2 separate regions of the Rattus norvegicus genome follow, and region 2 is linked to region 1. The links are chromatin contacts, called in public Hi-C maps. All regions are on one chromosome and are shown on one strand. The core of a region is the stretch at or near the end of the contact, and the rest is flanking DNA. Distances in the headings are between cores, read along the strand shown.

Region 1 (2,996 bases), core at 161-2,660:
TGGGCATCATGCTGTAGCTTCTCAAAGGAAGGAAGGAAAGAAGGAAGGAAGGAAGGAAGGAAGGAAGGAAGGAAGGAAGGAAGGAGGGAGGGAGGGAGGGAGGGAGGGAGGGAGAGAGAGAGAGAGAGAGAGAGAGAGAGAGAGAGAAGAAAGGGAAAGAAATGGAGAAGAGCCTAAAGAAAAGAAGGTCCAGCGACAGACCCAAAGTGGGATCCAGCTCAAGGGAAGGACCCAGGTTCTGACACTATTACTGAGGCTATGGGGTGCTCACAAAAAGGGACCTATCATGACTGCCCTCTGAAAGACCCAACAAGCAGCTGAAAGAGTCAGATGCAGATATGTGCATCCAACCAGTGGACAAAAGCTGCTGACCCCTGTGGTTGAATTAGGGAAAAGCTGGAGGAAGCTGAGGAGGAGGGCAACCCTGTAGGAAGACCAGCAGGCTCAACTAACCTGACTGCTCAAGATCTCTCAGACACTGGGCCACCAACCAGGCAGCACACAATAGCTGATATGAGGCCCCCAACACATATATAGCAGAGGACTGCAGGGCCTTGGGTTTGGTCAGAGAAGATGCACCTAAGCCTCAAGAGACTGGAGGCCCCAGGAAGTTTAGAGAGGTCTGATGGGGTTCCTCGTAGAGTTGGGGGGGGGTATGGGATGTGGAACAGTTGGAAGGTGGACTGGGAGGGGAATAAAATCTTGAGCATAAAAATAAACAAACAAACTTCCAAAACCTTCCTAAGCCTTGTAAGTTTCATTTACTTCCAATGTCTTGTGGAAAGACCTATTTTCTCTCCAAGAAGAAGTGTTTCAGTTCATAAGAACTGATTATACATCAAACTCTCCTCATCTGGACATTCCTAGATGTTCACAACCTGCAAACCATACCTAGGTGACTTGGAAGAGTCAACGGATTAACAAAAGACGTTTCACTGTGGAAAGTTGTGGGGAAGGAGTTTCACTCTTTCTCAAGCAAAACAAAACCTCCTCTTCAAGCTCTGTGAGACATAAAAAAACAGAATCAGGAAGAGCCCGTCCTAGCAGCTTAACACCAGCCTTCTTTTCCTCCCCTAAGTTCATTATAAAGTAAATTCAAACTAAGAAATCTGAGAAACTCCAGAGTAGATGTTTTGGCAAAAACATTGCTCTATCATGACTTTTGAAAGTCAAGATAGGTCCCTGCTCGCTGTTTTCTCCTCACAGAGTTTTTATTATCTGTGGCAACGTGGAAGTTGTAGGGATGCACCCCTGGGAGGCCAAGTTCTGCACAGCACTTTTGATCTGAAACAGCATCTGGCTCCAGGACTTCGGGGCCCTTGGAGAATCAGTGGCTGTGGATGTGGCTGGCTGCTTGGCTCCATCCACAGCTGCAGGGCTGCGCTCCCAAGTCACACTTGGCGGAGGCACAGCTGAGCAGCATCTGACCTCCTCCTTCCCCTCCCATCCTGTCCTATCACTCGAAGTGGACCCCAGAGGGGTCAGAGAAGGATTCTGGTGAGGACAGGATGGTGTGTCACAGGGAGTGAGGTGTGGCCATGCAGCAACCGGGCTTGACTGGTCACTGTGCTACGGTTTAGAGAAGCCGCCCTCCCCCCACATCAGGCAGTGGGGAAAACAGTAGTGATAAACAGGTGGGACAGGAAAAAAATGCTTTTGAGAGCAGGGTCTTTTCTCTCTGAGGAGTCAGGGGATGGAAAATGAAGGAAGGGGCATATAAAGCTCCTTTTCAACACGAAGAACAGTGGCCAGGCAGTGATGGCCTTTAATCCCAGCACTCAGGAGGCAGAGGCAGGTGGATCTCTAGAGTTTGAGGCCAGCCTGGTCTATAGAGTGAATTCCAGGACAGTCAGAGCTACACAGAGAAACCCTATCTCAAAAATACATACATACATACGTATATACATATATACTACATACATATATACACACATGCATATATACATACATATACATACACATACATAAATACATAAATTCACATGTAGATACATACATACATATATACATACATAAATACACACATACATATATATAGAGAGAAAGACAGACACACACACATAGAGAGTGGAAACCTTTGCACGGGGAGGACTCAAGTCTGGTAACCTTTTAAATAATATTTACATTTTTCTGGACTATAGATGCTCATTATAGAAACTTGAAAGGCTTCAAATACTATAAAGGACATGAAGGCACAGCCTGCTCTTGAGCCACAAGATTTATTAGTACCATGGACAGACAGACAGAGACAAGAACATGACAGGAACTCTGAGGAGAATTCAGGCCCCAGCACCAGCAGCACACAGCATGAGTGGGCCCTGATCTCCTCTCTGCAGATCAACAGTCTGTACTCCCAGTGCTGGTGGAGTGGAGACAGGAGAGTACTGGGGACTTGATAACCAACCAGCCAAGCCAAACTGGTTCAGTGAGGGAACCTGCCTCAAAAAATTAAGGGGAGAACAACACGTGAACACTGACCTTTGGATTCTACATGCATGTGCATATGTAGTCATACATACTCACGTCTATGTGTACACATGAAAACACACACACACACACACACACACACACACACACACACACACAGAGTAGAGCTTCACCCTCCAGTCCCAGACTGATCAGAACCTGCCCCTCACAAGGACTTTCAGGTAGCTCACATGCACAATAAAGAGACTCACTGCTTAAAGAGAAGCTATGTAACTAACTAGCAGAGATATCATCCCTGGCTCTCTCTACTAAACCCAAGTGTATTTTATTTGATGAACAACAGGCAATGTTTAGCAATGCCCTTGTAGCAGGACACTCAGTCACCCTCTGTTTAAACTTCTCAGCAGCCACATTGGTATCATCATGCAGATCCAAAAGTGAATGTTAAAGAACTTAACCTGGGCCACATGAAGCTTGGCACAAAGGTGGGTGCCTGTAATCCCCACACTCAGAAGGCACAGACAGAAGAATCATTGCAACTTTGAGGCCAGCCTAGTCTACATCATGAG
Region 2 (2,965 bases), core at 280-2,779, 93 kb after region 1:
TACTCCAGACTCTTGGAGCGAGAGGCAGGGGGCGGAACTCAGCGCTGCTTTTCCTACAACACAGACAGCAGCCCCTGGGCACCTACCAGACATGCGCATTCTAGGCTTCACCCCGGACCTGTTGCTGAATCTAAATCCACTACGTTCCCAGGGATCCAAACACAAAGAGAGCTAATGGCTTCACGGCTCCAGCACTGTCGCTTTGTGATAAACCCGCTCATGAACATATGTAAGGCCCGGGGAATTGACCAGTCTGTGCTGAGAGTTCCCACAATGCCTACACCTGACCGCCCCAGGCCCACCTCTGTGCAAAGGGTAGCAAGTACTCAAAAACCTACATGGCCCCCAATCTCTACCACCCTACCCCAGCCCAAGTCCCCTTGTGTCCATCTTGGCCCTCCAAAACACTATCTAGGGGCTTTTATGAGTTAACACTCCATCTCTTCAAAAAGCACACAGGCACCCGTTACCCAGAGTCACTTGCAGCATCGGAAGGTACCTCAGTGCCATAAGGACCACCTAGCCCTTCCTCACAGCTGACACACACCATTTTCACATGCGACCATAATCTACAATCCAGGTGTGCTTCACCACAAAATTCAAGTCATCAGCAGGTATGAATTCAAATGCCCAACCTCTCGGCATCATCAAGTCCTGTTTATTAGTTCTGGGATTCTGTCGTGCTTTCTAGCCACAGCCACAGCCACAGCCACAACCAAGGCACAAACCTTTGTTGAAAGTAATTTTTTTCTCTATAGTCCTGGTGAAATCTTTCAGATGTCTGATTCTGAGAGCTGCAAAGTTGACTGCAGGAAGGAGGGAGTATGCTAACCTGAGACCCTGAAACTGTTTTAAGCTGGCTGGGGCACGTGGGCTCAGATCCCCATGAGCTTAAGCCTTAGACATCCGGGAGTCTAAAGAGCTCTCAAGAGATACCTGTGTTGCTGGTCTGAGGACCGTCCTTTGGGAGTTAGTGTAAGAATTTGGGGGTAGAGGATTATCTGGACTTGACATTGGAATTTTCCAGTTCGGTCAAATCAATACTCTGCCTTACCAGAGTAACTAACAGAGGCAGGAAACTCGGTTCACATACGTGGAACTGTTTTGTGTATTTTCATTCTCATTCCCTGACCTGATTCCTAGTTCTTAGTCACCTTACACAGTTCATGCAGCAGCCTTGACAGAGCCACAAGTCCAGTAAGTAATCAGTCCTTTTAAATAGCCTTACACAACAGAACTAAGTCCTACAGCAAAGAAATCTAGAATCTGGAGCACCTTGAAGCCAGAAGCTGGCACCACCAGAAATCCCTGCACCGGGGGCCTGAGCCACTTTGCCAGGAGAGCAAAATGACCGCATCTCTCACCTCCCCAAATCTCCGATCATCTAAGCATCATTTATTCAATGGCTAGCAAATCAAGGATTAAAAAAACACTACCATTCAGACCACCAGTTATCATCAGCTCCTCAGGCTAATCGGATTGGTTTGGTTTGCTTGTTGAGTGTAGAGTGAGCAGAAGCGTTGAGATCTTAAATATACAGTGTCTGCTGCCACCTTGTGGCAATTTGGAGCCAATGCCCTCTCTGAAACAGGCAACGCACCCCTGCAGTAATATATTCCTAGACAGCCAAGTTTAAAAAAAGAAAAAAACCTTAATCTGTCATCTAAAGTCCTGAGATATGGCAATAAGAAAATCGAAAGCTAGGTCAGGATGAACGGAGACCTTGGGAGTCAATAACTCGGTGGCATTGGCCCATTCCAGACATCTCTACCTTGACCTCCTCTTCTGTGACAAGGAGGCTGATGGCAGTGTCTGTCTAGTGCTTCTGCGGGAACTCCAGGAGATAATACACACACCCCTTGTAATGGCGCCTGGTCCTTGGCAATGATCCCCAGACTCCAGCTCTGTTGATGAAGATGATGGTGCTACACACAAATCAGCGTCCTCCACTCCAGGCTCCACCTGACCAATCAGTGCAGGATTCTTCTTCGTCCAGCCCAATGCTCCAGAGACTCTGGTTCTCTTTGGGCAGGAGGAGCTGGAGAAGTTGCTCCCTTAGATGTCACTGTAAACCCCACTTTTTTAATTACGTTAACTTTATTTTATTATTTTATCTGTATGGGCATTTCTCTACATGCTTGTCTGTGCCCCACTTATATGCCCACCTCCCTGGAGGGCAGAGAGGGCCCTGGAGTTACAGACCACTGTGAGCTGTCATGTTGCTTCTGGTCTTCAAACCTGGGTTCTCTGGAAGAGCAACCTAAACACTAAATAAGCCGTCTTTCCAGCCCTAAATCCGGCATTTTACAGTAAGTCGTTCTATTCCATAAAATTACTTGCTATGGAGAGGGTAATGGGTAGAGGATGAGAAAGCCAATCAAACTGTCCATTGTGACCATCTGAGTGGAAGGACAAAATGACAGAGTAAAAAATTGTGCCTGAGATCCCCTCACTCGAGCGTTTTAGCACGCAACACGACTTTCTAAAGGTTTTCCATGTGGCTCTGATGAAAACCACTGCAGTAAAAACCCACAGAAAAGCCAAGGGTTCATGGACAGGATTGGTTTCCCTGTAATCACAGTGAAGTGGGAAAGACCAAGGTGCTCAGAGGTCAGTGCTCCACAACACGTATGCATATGCATATATGTATAATGTGTGTATTGGTGTGTCTAAGTGTGCGATGTTTATAATGGCGTACAGGTGCAAATGTAAGAGAAAATGTCTGAGCACACATTGCTAGTGGCTGTGCTACTAAATTCTATTAAAACATATGAGGACTATTTATTGAATGATCTAATACTCCTTGGCAACTAGACACCTGACTTTTAACTTGATCACACTGTGGCTCTGGGGTACGTTTAGGAACAAATCCCAAACATATTTCTTTAACAGGCGTATCTCATCTGGCAACAATACTTGCTTTGTAGTTTAGCGCACTCTATGTTCAATTTGAGAACAATGTTTA

The links. A called contact is a pair of places that touch in the nucleus more often than the background predicts.
Region 2: a contact with region 1 is called in a Hi-C map of kidney, with 5 times the contacts expected there. The contact joins two enhancer-like sites. A contact is called at or near these places in 7 of 12 Hi-C or Micro-C datasets (the A7r5 cell line, the Rat2 cell line, Schwann cells and 4 more).

What each region holds. Positions count from the first base shown.
Region 1 is chr6:99,746,446-99,749,441 of GRCr8, forward strand. No RefSeq gene overlaps it. Among named protein-coding and RNA genes, the nearest start is that of Rhoj, 23 kb to the right of the region's middle. Within about 2 kb of position 1,411, at least 3 of the 93 cell types and tissues checked have an H3K27ac peak or open chromatin away from gene starts, as enhancers often do.
Region 2 is chr6:99,839,537-99,842,501 of GRCr8, forward strand. The region is part of intron 2 of Rhoj (ras homolog family member J); the gene reads left to right. Among named protein-coding and RNA genes, the nearest start is that of Gphb5, 29 kb to the right of the region's middle. Within about 2 kb of position 1,530, at least 2 of the 93 cell types and tissues checked have an H3K27ac peak or open chromatin away from gene starts, as enhancers often do.